2 separate regions of the Hordeum vulgare genome follow, and region 1 is linked to region 2. A link is a contact called in public Hi-C data. All regions are on one chromosome and are shown on one strand. The core of a region is the stretch at or near the end of the contact, and the rest is flanking DNA. Distances in the headings are between cores, read along the strand shown.

Region 1 (6,982 bases), core at 2,059-4,558, 460 kb before region 2:
TACGTCCATGTTTACCAAACAGTGTGCGTGTGTAAGAAAGATGGTCACGTGAGAAACATGATACCCGAGCTAAGTTGGACAACTTGGCATGATGGGTGAACATGGGTTGTTGAGCCCTTAGTTGATATTGATATTTGTAACATGTTCACATGGTTATACTTACCTCATGATGCATGCCCGCACGAGAAGTTGATCATGTCATTGCACGAGAAAAAAATCTGCTTTCTGCAAATTATCTATTAGAGTTATATCATGCTTAATTATTGCATTGTCCCACATCATGGGCTACTTCCAAGTACATTTAAAATACTCATTGGCTTGCCACTGTTTATTTATTTGGCTAGGCATGGAAGAGCGGGAATTTATAGAAGAGTTCGTCGGTGACGAACATGCGAACTAGGACGCTTCCGATTCAGAATGCCTGTAGGTTAAGGCAGATGGCATGGATTCACGCTTTTGATCAAGATTTCAACTGCTAGGTATGTTTGTTGTGTCGGCCTTCGAGGCTCTATCTATGTGAGACTTGATGTAATGGTCTTTATTTTGTATCACACGGTATGTAAGGATGTAAGACTCTTGTATTTTAGTTTATGTGTATTCGATGATCATTGATCTTTGGAATCACCGTACACGTGCATTCGATGACCACGGCTTCTGAGTCGAGATCCCCACACGTACGCACACAGATAACTACGTGATCCTAGTTCTACTACCACTAACTCCTAACCTACATGCACGCACAGTCGCACACCGCAACTAGCAGGCATTTAATGCACTAACAAACTAACAACATGCACGCACAACCCGGGCAACACAAACATGTTTGATCTGCACACTCACTTCAACACGCACAACGTGACTGGCCTAGAACAGATCATCAACGACCTACGACTCGACCTACACCTACACGATCGACACAAACGTGAGCACATACTCACGTGCCACCACCGACACGACGTGGTATATTTCTAACAAGGGGAAGACTCTAGAAGTTTCCACCACATTATTCTTGTTTCTTTTTCAGTTGGTTCTTTTATTCTTGTTCTTGTTTCCGTTTTTTTCTTTCTTTAAAAAACATAAAATTTATATAATCCGTGATTAATTTTCAGAACCTCGAACTTTTTTCAAATGTATGAACTTTTTTAAAAAGTGAGGATATTTTTGAAATTTTATGATCATTTTAAGGAATCATTTTATATTTTTGTGGACATACTTCAATTTATTTAAAAAATGAGATTTCATGAAGATTTTTTCAAAATTCTAAAACATGTTTGAATGCACAAAAAATTGTCAAATGAATGATTTATTTTTGATTTCTACCAACATTTTTCATATCATGATTTGTGTTAGAATTTACAAACTTGTTTGAACCAGTAAACTTTTTTTTCAAATTCCCCAATTTTACTCTTATCCGGAAATATATTTTTAAATAGCAAAAAATTGAATCCATTATTTTTTTTGCAATTCCATTATTTTTTAAATGCATGATGTTTTCTAATTCGGTAGCCTACCCCAACTTGTTTGGGACTAAAGGCTTTGTTATTGTTGTTGTTGTTGTTGATGATGATGTTTTCTAATTCGAAAACTATTTTGAATGTGCGAATATTTTCTAAGTAGTCGAACACATTTTTCGTATTCATGAACATGTTCTTCAAATCCACAAACCATAAAAATTGAAGCTGATTTTTTAAGCGAATAACATAGGAATGGAAACCACTAGCTGAGCCGACCAGAGACAGGAGCGAGCAAACCAAGGGTTTGAAGCAAACATGCTAAAAATACATCTAGCCGAATAGGCGATACCGAGCGAAATCCATCTTTTGGCCTCACTTCCGTAACCATGCACACACGTTCTACCTATGAGAAACAACGCTTGAAGCACCGATAAGGGGGTCTCCCTTTAACGACATCATCCAAAGTAGCCCTTTTTTCTTTGGACAAGCCGCTATGGCAACACACAGTTCTCTCCCGTTTTGGTGGCACTTTTGGGCACGACTACTTCTTGCTTATTGCGAGAAGGTAGATCGCCTCGCCTCAGGGGAACCCGTTAGGAGTTGGCACATTACCTTTACTCGTTATTTGTTAGGTCTTTTTTATTTTTGCTTCGCCTTTTGTCTTTATTTTTGAGATATTCTAAATACATATATTTCAAAAATTAATTTACTTAAATTTTTAAACAATGTTATTCACATGTTAAAAAAAGCACATGCATTGTAAACAAAGTCTTTAATCAACTTAAAAAAATCATATCATTAAAAAAAATCATCAGATTTCAGAAATGTTCAAGCATTTCAAAAATATGTTTGTGACATTTACTAAAAATATAATTTAAGAAAAATGAATGTGCAGTTCACTTTGGTTTGTAAAAATTTAGAAAATAATAATTATATGTCGAAAATATGCCCTGAATTTTTTAGACGTTTACAAAATTAAAAATTGCTGCTTTTATTTACAAAATGTTTGGTACCATTAATTTTTTTATGAAATTTAAAAAATGCTCTGACATTTAGCATATGTTTTCTACGTTTAAAAGAAATTCTTCCAGTATGTAAAATGTTCAATGCCTGTTAAATAAGTATGCACCATGTATTCAAAAATGTTTAACATTTGTTTCAGCGTGTTGAATGTGTATCTGAAAAAGGTTGAACATGTATTAGAAAAAAATCAGAGTGCACTTGAAAAATGTTCAATTAATATCTGAAAAATGTTAAACTTATGTATGAAAAATCTTCAATGTGTACTTCAGTAAAAATAGGCATGTATTGGACAAATAAATAATGAAAACTCCAAAAAATAAAACCAATGAAAGTCAAATAGAAAATCGGCATAAAACATTTAGAAAACTAAAAGAAAAAACAAGCAAAAAAAACCCAGAGAAAACCTTTGAAAACCAATAGAAAAGCACACACAAAAAATAAAAAAAGTGAAGCACTCCACTACAAATTTGATGTTAGAATTTTGACCATGAAAAACTGAACATTTTTCACGAGAAATTATATTCTTCGAGAATAGCAAATTTAGTTAACGAGCATGGCAAATCCGTCTCAGTTTATTTTTTTTGTCAGAAAATTATCGTGCTTAAAAACTAAATTTGTCATTCTATCGTGTCAATGTAAATTGCCATGAGAAACGTCATATTTGCCATTCCTAAAAAATCTGACTTCATATTTTCAGTGTTTCCGAAAGTGAATAACCACGTGGAGGTATAAAATCGATACGTACCAGTAAATAGAACCTTTCCGAACCGTGTGACTACACCGGCCCACCAAGAGAAACTGCTTGAGGCCAGGCCATGTTCCGCAGCAGGCGAGATAAAAGCGGACCTTTCGGCACCTCCATCCAGTCCACGCACGACCGACCACACGGTCCACGCGCATCACAGCAGAGCCGAAGCAGCAAACCAACGTGTGGTTGGATGGTTGATAGTGGTTGGATGGTTCCGTGATATTTTCAGCCTAACATGGTTTAAATCCTGATGCTTGCATTATTTTTAAATTTATTTCAAGATTTTCGACGACACGCTTTCAGTGGAAGGAGATGTTTCCGTCGACGACAAGGCGTCTACAATGACTTCGTAAATTTTAAGATGATATACCGGCTTAATCACTCGACGGTGTTCATAACGATAGGGCGTGCGTGAGTGCATTTATCGGATGAGTGTATGCGTGTGCATATAAACACTTGCGTCTGTACTATGTTAAAAAAAAAAGCCGAAGCAGAGTGACAGCAGCAACACGAGACACGCGACACGCTTCTGCTTTCCTCCACCTCGTGACCGCGAGGCGGACAAAAGGCTGGCGTCCGAGACCACCGTCATGGCGACCAGGCCGCCGGTGGAAGGATCATTGGAGCCTTGACCGGTGACCGCCCGTTAATTTCCCCCGGCTGGCTGTCTGCGCACGCACGCGGGCAGGCCGCGAGCGAGCTGTGCGGCCACGAGCGCCTACTGCAGAAGGGATGGGATGGGTCATGGGTGGACGGTGAGTTAATTTGTTACCAGGAAAGGGGCGGAGGCAGCGGGGCGCAGGCGTTGGCACAAGGCTGCCTGCCGGCGCATGCAGACGCAGTCGCAGACACCCCCCGATGCTGCCTGACGACCCGCTCGCTGCACTCTGCTCCGTCGGGGGACGCGCGTACTCGCCCGGCACGGCCACCGCATTCAACGTGCTGTGTCGATCTTTCCATGGGTGGCCGCTGCGCAGTGCTGCAGCGCCCAGGCGTGGCACCGACCGGGCTTAGTTTGTTGCTGTCCCAGTGCGTGTCAGAGCTAGTTGGAGGAAGCCACAGCCACGCACGGCGGCCGGCCGCGTTCACGCTTGTGCCGGAAGCTGGCCACCGCCAGCCGCGCCGCGCGATGATGATCGAGTGGAGAGAGTCGTCGGTGCGCCTTCCGTCAGTTCCACGCGAGCCATCTCCGCGGCCGCCTCGGTCTCCGGCAGTCGCTCGCTCACCCGCTACGATCGGCGCCAGAGAAAAGAGAATAACGGAAAACAGAAAAACAAGAACCCGAAACGGCTACTGCTAAGCTGATAATCTCACAGTGACTCCCAATCCGTATGGCCAAATTAGATACAAGTGGTTTAGTTTTGTTGGGATCTCTTTCTAAGGCTATTTTATAGGATGTGTGTTTGATTGCCTACATTATCCCTAATCAGTCTGGTACGAAAAGAAAAATAATTGTTTGATTGTCTAAGCTGTATCTACATCTCGACCTACACATAATGTAAAGCAGTGCCGAAACAGGCCCGTGAGCTACTGCCGAATCAGCAATTTCTCGACAGTTAGGCTCAGCGCGGCCACGCAAGACTCTTGGTTGCATGCCTCGGGGAGCACGGGAGACGGACGAGACGTTTCATAATTCTCATTCTATCTCGTGTCACCGCCCACGCCTCTGTTCACACCACTCTTCCTCACTTTCGTCACTGTTCGTTGCTCTCCTATTCTATGATAGCTCGTCCGTCACCGTGTTGTCCGCTCACCCCATCAACGTCGACAACTGATGTCTACTACGCAACTTTATTTTTTAGATATTGTTGGGCCTTTAAGTACAGGTTTTTGTAAGACAACATTAAATTTTTCTAAAGTGAATGATCTAAGATTTATCAATCCGTGGAAGGTTTAGGATAAAGATGGTCTTTGTCAAACAATCCTGCAAACAAATACAAGTAATATCTTGTGTCCCCAACACACCAAATGCTTCACACTTTCAGTAATGCAATCTCTTAGTAGTGCTAACATAATTGAATCATATAACCATCCTTCAACGTGGGATAAAGAATCATTTGAAAATTTCTATCTAGCGGAGAACATAAGATGAAATTGTTGTAGGTAAGAAAACCACCTGAAAGGTATCTTTTCCAACCAATCTATTGAGCCATCCCTATAAGTGTCATAAGCACCCCTGTAGTTCGTACTAGAATAACACATGTGATACGCATCAGCCAACTCTAATATCACCTACATACTCCAATGTCATCACAAGTATTCGTGAGTTGATTATTCGACATGCATCAAACAATTTCAGATTCATCATATTGAATCCAACACAAAGAACCTTTAAGAGTACCCCAAAGTTTCTACTGGAGAAAGTAGGACGAAAACATGCATCAACCTATGTGCCTAGATCACCCCAATGTCGCGGGAATCCACAAGTTAGTGACCAAAACATATATCAAGTGAATCAATAGAATACCACATTGTCATCACGGGTATCCGCATACAAGACATATGTAAAGTACTCTCAAATTCAAAGTATTCAATCCAACATAACGAAACCTCAAAGGAAAAAAACTCAATTCATCACAAGATAGAGAGGGAAGAACACTGATACGTCTCCAACGTATCTGTAATTTTTGATTGTTACATGCTATAATATTATCATCTTAGGATACTTATTGGGTGTTTTTATACGAATTAATATTATTTTTGAGCACTAACCTATTAACCCAGCGTCCAGCGCCAATTTATGTTTTCTGTATGTTTTCAGCTTTTCACGTTTACAGTACCAAACGAAGTTAAATTGCCCCGAAACTTTTTTATGATTTTTACCGAACCAAAAAAAGACCTGGAAGCTTCGGAAGGAGGCTGGAGGCCACACGAGGGGGCACCACACATCAGGGGCGCCTAGGGGGTGGTCGCGCCCTGTTGTGCGGTGGGTCGCCCTGGCGCCTCCTGACGTCCCTCTTTGTTCTATAAATCCTCAATCACCTCAAATACCCTAGGGAGTCACCCAAAACACTTTTCCACCGCTGCAAGTCTCTGTACCGCCGTGAGGCCATCCAGAGCCCTTTTTGGGTACCCTGTCGGAGGAGGGATCGATCATGGAGGACCTCTACATCGACCTTGCTGCTCCCATGGTGATGTGTGAGTAGTTTATCATAGAACTACGGGTCCTTAGTTAGTACCTAAATGGCTATCTCTCTCTCTCTCTCTCTCTCTTGATCTTCAATACGATAATCATCACATCTTCACTTTGATCTATCGGATGTAATCCTATTGGGCGGTGTGTTTGTTGGGATCCGATGAATTGTGGACTTATGTTCAGATTATTCATGATTAATATATGAGTCTCCTCTGAATTCTAAATATGATTCTTATTTGTAATATTACGATAGCTCTGTAAATCTCTCAGATCTATTAAAATAATTTGGCCAACTAGATTGATATTTCTTTAGTGAGAGGGGTGCGTTGTAGTGGGTTTAATATGGCAGAGTTATATATCCCACTGATAGAAAGGGACAAGGAGACGTCTTTGTTTTGTTGCCACTAAGGATAAAACGATGATGTTAATTCATGTCGATTGAGTTATTTTTGTCTACATCATGTCATTGTTCTCCAAGCATTACTCTGTTTTACTTAATACTTTAGATGCATGCTGGATAGCGGTTGATGAGTGGAGTAATAGTAATAGGTGCAGACAGGAGTCGACCTATTTGCTAATGGACGTGATGCCTATATATACATGATCATTGCCGTGAATATA
Region 2 (7,184 bases), core at 4,330-6,829:
TCTGTTTCTCTAGTAGATTAAAAGTCTTAGTGTTTTAGTCTTGAGTTTTGCTTTGTGTCACCCCCGATGTATTCGAGCTCGTGAGCCATATAATAAAGAGTGTCTTAGTTGAAGGGCTTTGCCTCTTGCCATGATCAAGAGAGTGAGAATAGAACAAAAGCATGAAAGATCATGTAATGATGTTATGGGAAGTGATGGATTCACATATAAAAAGAATGAGGATTGAAAGTTGTTGAGGGTAGGCAAACGTAGACCTTGGTCATGGTTGCAATTAATAGGAAGTGATAAAGAAGGAGAGGTTCACATATAAATATATCATCTCTAACACCATCTATGATTGTGAACACTCACTAAACTATTACATGCCTAGAAGTAGATGTTGGACAAGGAAGACAACATAATGAATTGTGTTTGCTTGGTTCCGAACAATGTTATATGATTAGAGATCCCTTAGCATGTGACGATTGCTTCCACCTCATATTAGCCAAAACTCCCACACCAAGTAGAGATACTACCTGTGCATCCATAAACCATCAACCCAGTTTTTCCATCTGAGTCCACCATGCCTACCTATGGATTGAATAAGATCCCTCAAGTAAGTTGTCATCGGTGCAAGCAATAAAAATTGCTCTCTAATATGTATGATCTATTAGTGTGTGGAAAATAAGCTTTGTACGAACCTGTGATTAGGAAGACATAAAAGCGACAGACTGCATAATAAAGTTCTTTATCACAGGAGGCAATATAAAGTGACGTTCCTCCGCACTAAGAGGACACGCATCCAAACCTCAAAAGCGCATGACAACCTCTGCTTCCCTCTGCGAAGGTCCTATCTTGTACCTTTACTTTTTGCCCTTGAAAGAGTCATGGTGATCTTCACCAATTCCTTATTTCGCCTTTGTCTTGGCTAACGTCATATGCTTGGGAAAGATCTATATTCATATGTCAACTTGGAGGTAAGTATTCATGAATTATTATTGTTGACATTACCCTTGAGGTAAGCAGTTGGGAGGCAAAACTGTAAGCCCCTATCTTTCTCTGTGTCCAGCTGAAACTTTGATCTCATGAGTACCACGTGAGTTGTAGCAATTGTAGAGAATGAAAGAATGATTGAGTATGTGGATTTGCTTTACAAGCTCTTATTTGACTCTTTCTAATGTTGTGATAAATTGCAATTGCTTCAATGACTAAAGGCTATCGGTTGTTACTTCTCGGTAAGGTTCTTGATCCATGCTTTACTTTGTGAAGGAATTATCACTTTAGCATGAGAGATAATATGTTTGTATTGTCGTTCTGATCATGATCATGATGCATGCATGTTCGTATCTTGTTTTGTCGACACCTCTCTCCCTAAACATGTGGACATATTTATTAAGCTAGGCTTTCGCTTGAGGACAAGCGAGGTCTAAGCTTGGGGGAGTTGATACGTCCATTATGCATCATGTTTTCATGTTGATATTTATCGTTTCTTGGGCTGTTATTTCACTTCACGGTACAATACTTATGCCTTTTCTCTCTTATTTTGCAACGTTTACATGAAGAGGGAGAATGCCGGCAACTGGAATTCTGGCCTGAAAATGGAGCAAAGTTGAGATACCTATTCTGCGCAACTCCAAACGCCGTAAAAATCAACTAGGATTTTTTCCGTATCTATAACAAATACTAGGCCGAAGAAGTGCCAGAGGGGCGCCAGCACGTGGCCACAAGCCTGCACGGTGCGGCCACTCCCCCAGGCCGCGCCATGAGGGCTTGTGGGCAGCCTGCTGGCCCACTGGCCTCCCTCTTCTGCTATATGAAGGGTTTCGTCCAGGAAAAAATCAGGGAGGAGCTTTTTCGTGGATTCGCCGCCGCCACGAGGCGGAACTTGAGCAGAACCAATCTAGAGCTCCAGCAGGACGATCCTGTCGGGGAAACTTCCCTCCCGGAGGGGGGAATCGTCACCATCAACATCTTCATCAGCACCATCTTATCTCCAAACCCTATTTCATCACTTGTAACCAATCTCCGTCTCGCGACTCCGATTGGTACTTGTAAGGTTGCTAGTAGTGTTAATTACTCTTTGTAGTTGATGCTAGTTGGATTATTTGGTGGAAGAGTTTATGTTTAGATCCTTGATGGTACTCATTACCTCTCTGGTCATGAATATGATTATGCTTTGTGAGTATTTACTTTAGTTTTTCAGGACATGGGATAAGTCATGCTAATAGTAGTCATGTGAATTTGGTATTCGTTCGATATTTTGATGTGTTGTATGTTGTTTTTCCTCTAGTGGTGTTATGTGAACGTCGACTACATAACACTTCACCATTATTTGGGCCTAGAGGAAGGCATTGGGAAGTAGTAAGTAGATGATGGGTTGCTAGAGTGACAGAAGCTTAAACCCTAATTTATGTGTTGCTTCGTAAGGGGCTGATTTGGATCCACTAGTTTAATGCTATGGTTAGACTTTGTCTTAATTCTTCTTTCGTAGTTCCGGATGCTTGCGAGAGGGGTTAATCATAAGTGGGATGCTTGTCCAAGTAAGGGCAGTACCCAAGCGCCGGTCCACCCACATATCAAACTATTAAAGTAACGAACGCGAATCATATGAACATGATGAAACTAGCATGACAGAAATTCCCATGTGTCCTCGGGAGCGTTTTTTCTCCTATAAGACTTTGTCCAGGCTTGTCCCTTGCTACAAAAGGGATTGGGCCACTTTGCTGCATCGTTGCTACTTTTGTTACTTGTTGCTTGCTACGAATCATCTCACCACACAATCACTTGTTACCGACAATTTCAGTGCGTGCAGATTTTACCTTGCTGAAAACCACTTGTCAGATCCTTCTGCTCCTCGTGGGTTCGACACTCTTACTTACCGAAAGGACTACGATTGATCCCCTATACTTGTGGGTCATCAATACCAAATTCACATGATTACTTAAAACAAGACTTATCCCATGTCCTCAAGAACAAATATAACTACTCACAAAGCATATTCATGTTCATAGTCAAAGGAGTATTAATAATCATTAAGTATCTGAACATATACTCTTGCACCAAATAAACCAACTAGCATCAACTACAAGGAGTAATCAACACTACTAGCAACCCACATGTACCAATCTGAGGTGAACTAGGGTTTGGAGAGGGGATGGTGCTGATGGAGATGTTGATGGAGATTGCCCTCCTCTCGATGAGAGGATCGTTGGTGATGACGATGGCTTCAATTTCCCGCTCCGGGAGGAAAGTTTCCCCGGTGGAATAGCTCCGCGCGCGGGAGCTCTAGATTGGTTATGTCGAAGTTCCGCCTCGAGACGGCGGCGTCTCGTCCCGAAAGGTCTGATATGATTTTTTCTAGTTCAAAACCCTTCATGTAGTAGAAGATGGGCATCGGAGGCCTGCCAGGGGGGCCACAAGCCTGCAGGGCATGGCCAGGGGGGTAGGTCGCGCCCCCTGGCTTGTGACCTCCTGGTGGGTCCCCTCCGGTATTTCTTTCGCCCATTATTTTTTACATATTCCAAAACAATTCTCCGTAACTTTTCAGGACTTTTGGAGCTGTGCAGAATAGGTCTCTCAGATTTGCTCCTTTTCCAATTCAGAATTCCAGCTGTCGGCATTCTCCCTCTTCATGTAAATCTTGTAAAATAATTGAGAAAAGGCATAAGTATTGTACCATAATGTGTATTAACAGCCCATAATGCAATAAAATTTATATAAAAGCATGATGCAAAATGGACGTATCAAGGGGGCGGAGAATGTCATCGCTGATGCCATGTCGGAGGAGAAAGTTTAGTGTGTCGATAACGAGGACGTAGAGCATAGAAGAGATTGGGTCGCCCTGGCGTAATCCTTTGGCATGGTTGATCAATGGTCCGTGGCGGCCGTTGATCATTACGCGGGTCTTGGCAGAGGATATGAGGATTGAGATCCACTCGCACCAACAGGGCCTGAAAAGGATTGAGATCCACTCGCACCAACAGGGCCCGAAGCCAAGATGCTAGAGGACTTGGAGAAGGAAGGGCCAAGACATAGAGTCGGAGGCGCGTGCTATGTCTAGCTTGAGCAGTGCCCGGTGGGCTCCCATGTGGTGCAATTGTCTCGCCGTATGCTGCACAAGGAAGAAGTTGTCATGGATGCTCCGGCCAGCCACAAAACAGCTCTGGTTCGAGGGTACGAGCTCACCGAGGCGTGGGGCGAGCCATACGAATAGCACCTTCGCGAAGAGTTTGGCAAAGAGGTGTATGAGGTTGATAGGCCGGTAGTCAAAGAGGATAGTGGCGTCGGGTTTCTTGGGCAAGAGGGTAAGCAGTGCCTTGTTCAGCTTCTGGAATCCACGGCCGTTCATGACGAACAATTTGCCGAATGCCTCACAGAAGTCGTCCTTGATGATCGGCCAGCATGCACGAAGGAACTCGACCGTGAATCCGTTGGGGCGAGGCGCCTTTCCGGTGGGTAGTTGTTTGACCATGGTTAACTGAAGGATGACCTTGTGTCCTCAAAAGATAGACTAGGAATTATTTTTCTTGTCTTGTACTTTAAGTTGATCATGTATTTCTGTATATATATATGCCCATGAGGATGAAGCAATAAACATCGATTCCACCAATCTCCCCGTGTCCCTTCTAACATTGAAGTGTCCCTATATTTTCAGTACTCTCCTCGCATTCCTTCCACAAATCTTGTCAAATATTTGGCAAACCAACGATAAAGGTATGTCTAGTCATCAATTAGCCAATGGCCGGCAAAAAATGGTAGACCATGTTATGGCATGAACCTGAACCGAAAATACCGACCAATGAAGCGTTCTCAATCTCACCTCATTACAGAGAAACACCTCTGTCGTGGGTTACAAGGAAGGGTTTATCGTCAACGGAGTACATCAGTGTCCGGGGGAGATTAAATGGAATGGAAGAGAAAAGAGCTAGAGAAGTTTGCATACAAGTACGTAGTAGATATGCAAACCTCTTGAACCTTCTATTTATATCTCTCCTGGTTCCTGGTTATAAACACTACGATCGTTCACCTCGTGGCCACGGTCCATCGAGTAGCAGCAGCGCCTCGACCATGGCCGCGCGCGTCCGTCCCGGCAGCTCGCTCGACAGCAACAGCGCCGTCGCCGCCGGTTTCACCGGAAAAGCAGAGCCGTCTCCGCCCGCCCAGTGTTTCGGGCACGTCGTGGAGGCGATGCACTTCGCCGTGGACCGCATCCGCGCGTATGAAGGGCTGCCCCCTGTCCGCTCGGCGCAGGAGGCCGCGCGTTTCGGTCCCCGGGGCGGCTGCCAGTGCTACCCCGTGACGGCCGTGTTCCCCGCGGGCCCTGGCCGCGGCCGTCCCGCCGGCATCGGAGAGGAGGCAAGGTGGGCCGGCTGGCTGCCGTGGTAGACGAACGGAGTAGTCATTCTGAGTAGTGAACGGAGTATATAGCTTGCTTTCGATTAACTGTACGAGTTTAGTACAAAGACAATTAATACGTCCTGAATCTGCGGTTTGTTCGGTGTTCTGTATTTTGTGGCTGTTCTCACAAACCTTCTCCATGCACGTCAGACTCTTTTGGATTCAGGTCCTGATGGGCCGTGGTGTATTATTAGTTTTTGCTGTGCCATTGGAAATGATGTGTAAACTGCGCGCAAGCCGCAAGGTAACCACGGGCCGATTAAGTTGGACCTTGCCTGCTCACGGAAAAAGTGCATTTGGTCCTCAAAAGGAAGTAGGCACTCGTCCGGACGCAGCGTTTTGGCTCTCGGGTGCTTCCTCACCCAAAGAGTAAATTTGTTTAAAATAGTGAACATTTTCAATCTCAAAAATGATAATTAGTAAACATATTTAAAAAATCTGATTTTTTTGTGATACTAGATGCTCATGTGCGGTCTAAACTTGTGGAGTTTGGACAATTTAGTAGCTCTCAGAAAAAAGATAAATTTTAGGACTATGAAACTTTACTGTTTTGATCTTATCTTTTTTTACCATGAGCTCCTCATATGTCGAACAAGCTGAAATTTGGCATGAACATCACGCAATGAAAACAAAAATCACATAAAAATTCAGATTTTTTTGACTTTTTTTGTAATTTGTTTGAATTTACTACTAGCGGATACATATGAGCCTGGGAAACAAATTAAATATCTATGAGTGGTTATTCCTTCTCCTTCCAAAATCTGACCCGTCCCACCTTCTCAGGCGTTGACAAGTGATGTTGTATGTGCGTCACTTGTCATAACCTGAAAGTTTATTTCCTGTGAATTTATTTATTTGAAATATTTTTTCTCTTGATTCGTGGGTCCAAATCTTAAATCATTTTCACCGTTGAATTTCTCACATTGAAATCTTCGAAAATAGATCTCGTGTTAATTGGTTTTAACAGCTGTTTTCATGAATAGCAAAAGGGCCCGTGCGTTGCAACGGGAGAAAAAAATACCACACGCTTTTAATCTTTTTATAATTATTTTGATTTATTAAAATAATAAGCTAACTAACTAATGTATAGTCAGTTCTATCCTATTTTGTTGAGAAATCAACCCGTCCATTGTTAATTCCATCATGATGAGAAATTGAGCGGGACAAGCAAAGCAAAACAAAGAGGCTACATGAATTGATCAATGGACTGTTATCTTATTTCACTCATGGGGTAGAGAATGTGGGATCAGATGACAAACTGAAGGTGTTGTTCCGTTCTCTATCTCTACAACAATACAATCTTACATTCAATACATTCATTCATCAGCAAACAAATCCCCACAAAACAAAATTTCTTGCCGGTGCTTGGCACACGGTTGGAGGCATGGGGAGGGGATCTCACCAGATGATGAGTTCCTGCCGGAGGAGGGGATACGACGAGGGGAGCAAGGGTTAGGCGCCTCTATATGGCCATAAGGAGTCGTCGTTGCCGCGCCATAACCTTGGAGTTTCCCGTGTGAGCCATGGAGGCCCGCCTCCACCTGCAAGTACTTCGCTGCGCCGCGCCGCCGCCGTTCTGCATCGAGCAGACGCATCATCCCCAGTCACTGTAGCTCTCGCGTTGATTTGATCCAGAAGCTGTGCTCGAGCGTCGAAACGGGGGCAGCAAGTGGGCAGAGGTACGGCCGCGGAGGCGGATGCGTTGAGATCGACAACAGTGGTGGTTGAGGTCGGCCGCGGCAGCGAGTGGTGTGGCAGCGGCCTAGGCACACGCCAGGGTGGACCAGGGTCGACGCGATGCGCTCGAG

Evidence for each region. A called contact is a pair of places that touch in the nucleus more often than the background predicts.
Region 1: a Hi-C map of leaf shows a contact between it and region 2, with 2.9 times the contacts expected there. The contact joins two enhancer-like sites. A contact is called at or near these places in 2 of 6 Hi-C or Micro-C datasets (leaf and seedling).

The regions. Positions count from the first base shown.
Region 1 is chr5H:478,652,602-478,659,583 of MorexV3_pseudomolecules_assembly, reverse strand. No RefSeq gene overlaps it. Among protein-coding and RNA genes, the nearest start is that of LOC123452422, 28 kb to the left of the region's middle. Within about 2 kb of position 3,308, at least 3 of the 3 cell types and tissues checked have open chromatin away from gene starts, as enhancers often do. A contact at or near this core is called in leaf, where this site is marked.
Region 2 is chr5H:478,198,201-478,205,384 of MorexV3_pseudomolecules_assembly, reverse strand. No RefSeq gene overlaps it. Among protein-coding and RNA genes, the nearest start is that of LOC123395813, 19 kb to the right of the region's middle. Within about 2 kb of position 5,579, at least 2 of the 3 cell types and tissues checked have open chromatin away from gene starts, as enhancers often do. A contact at or near this core is called in leaf, where this site is marked.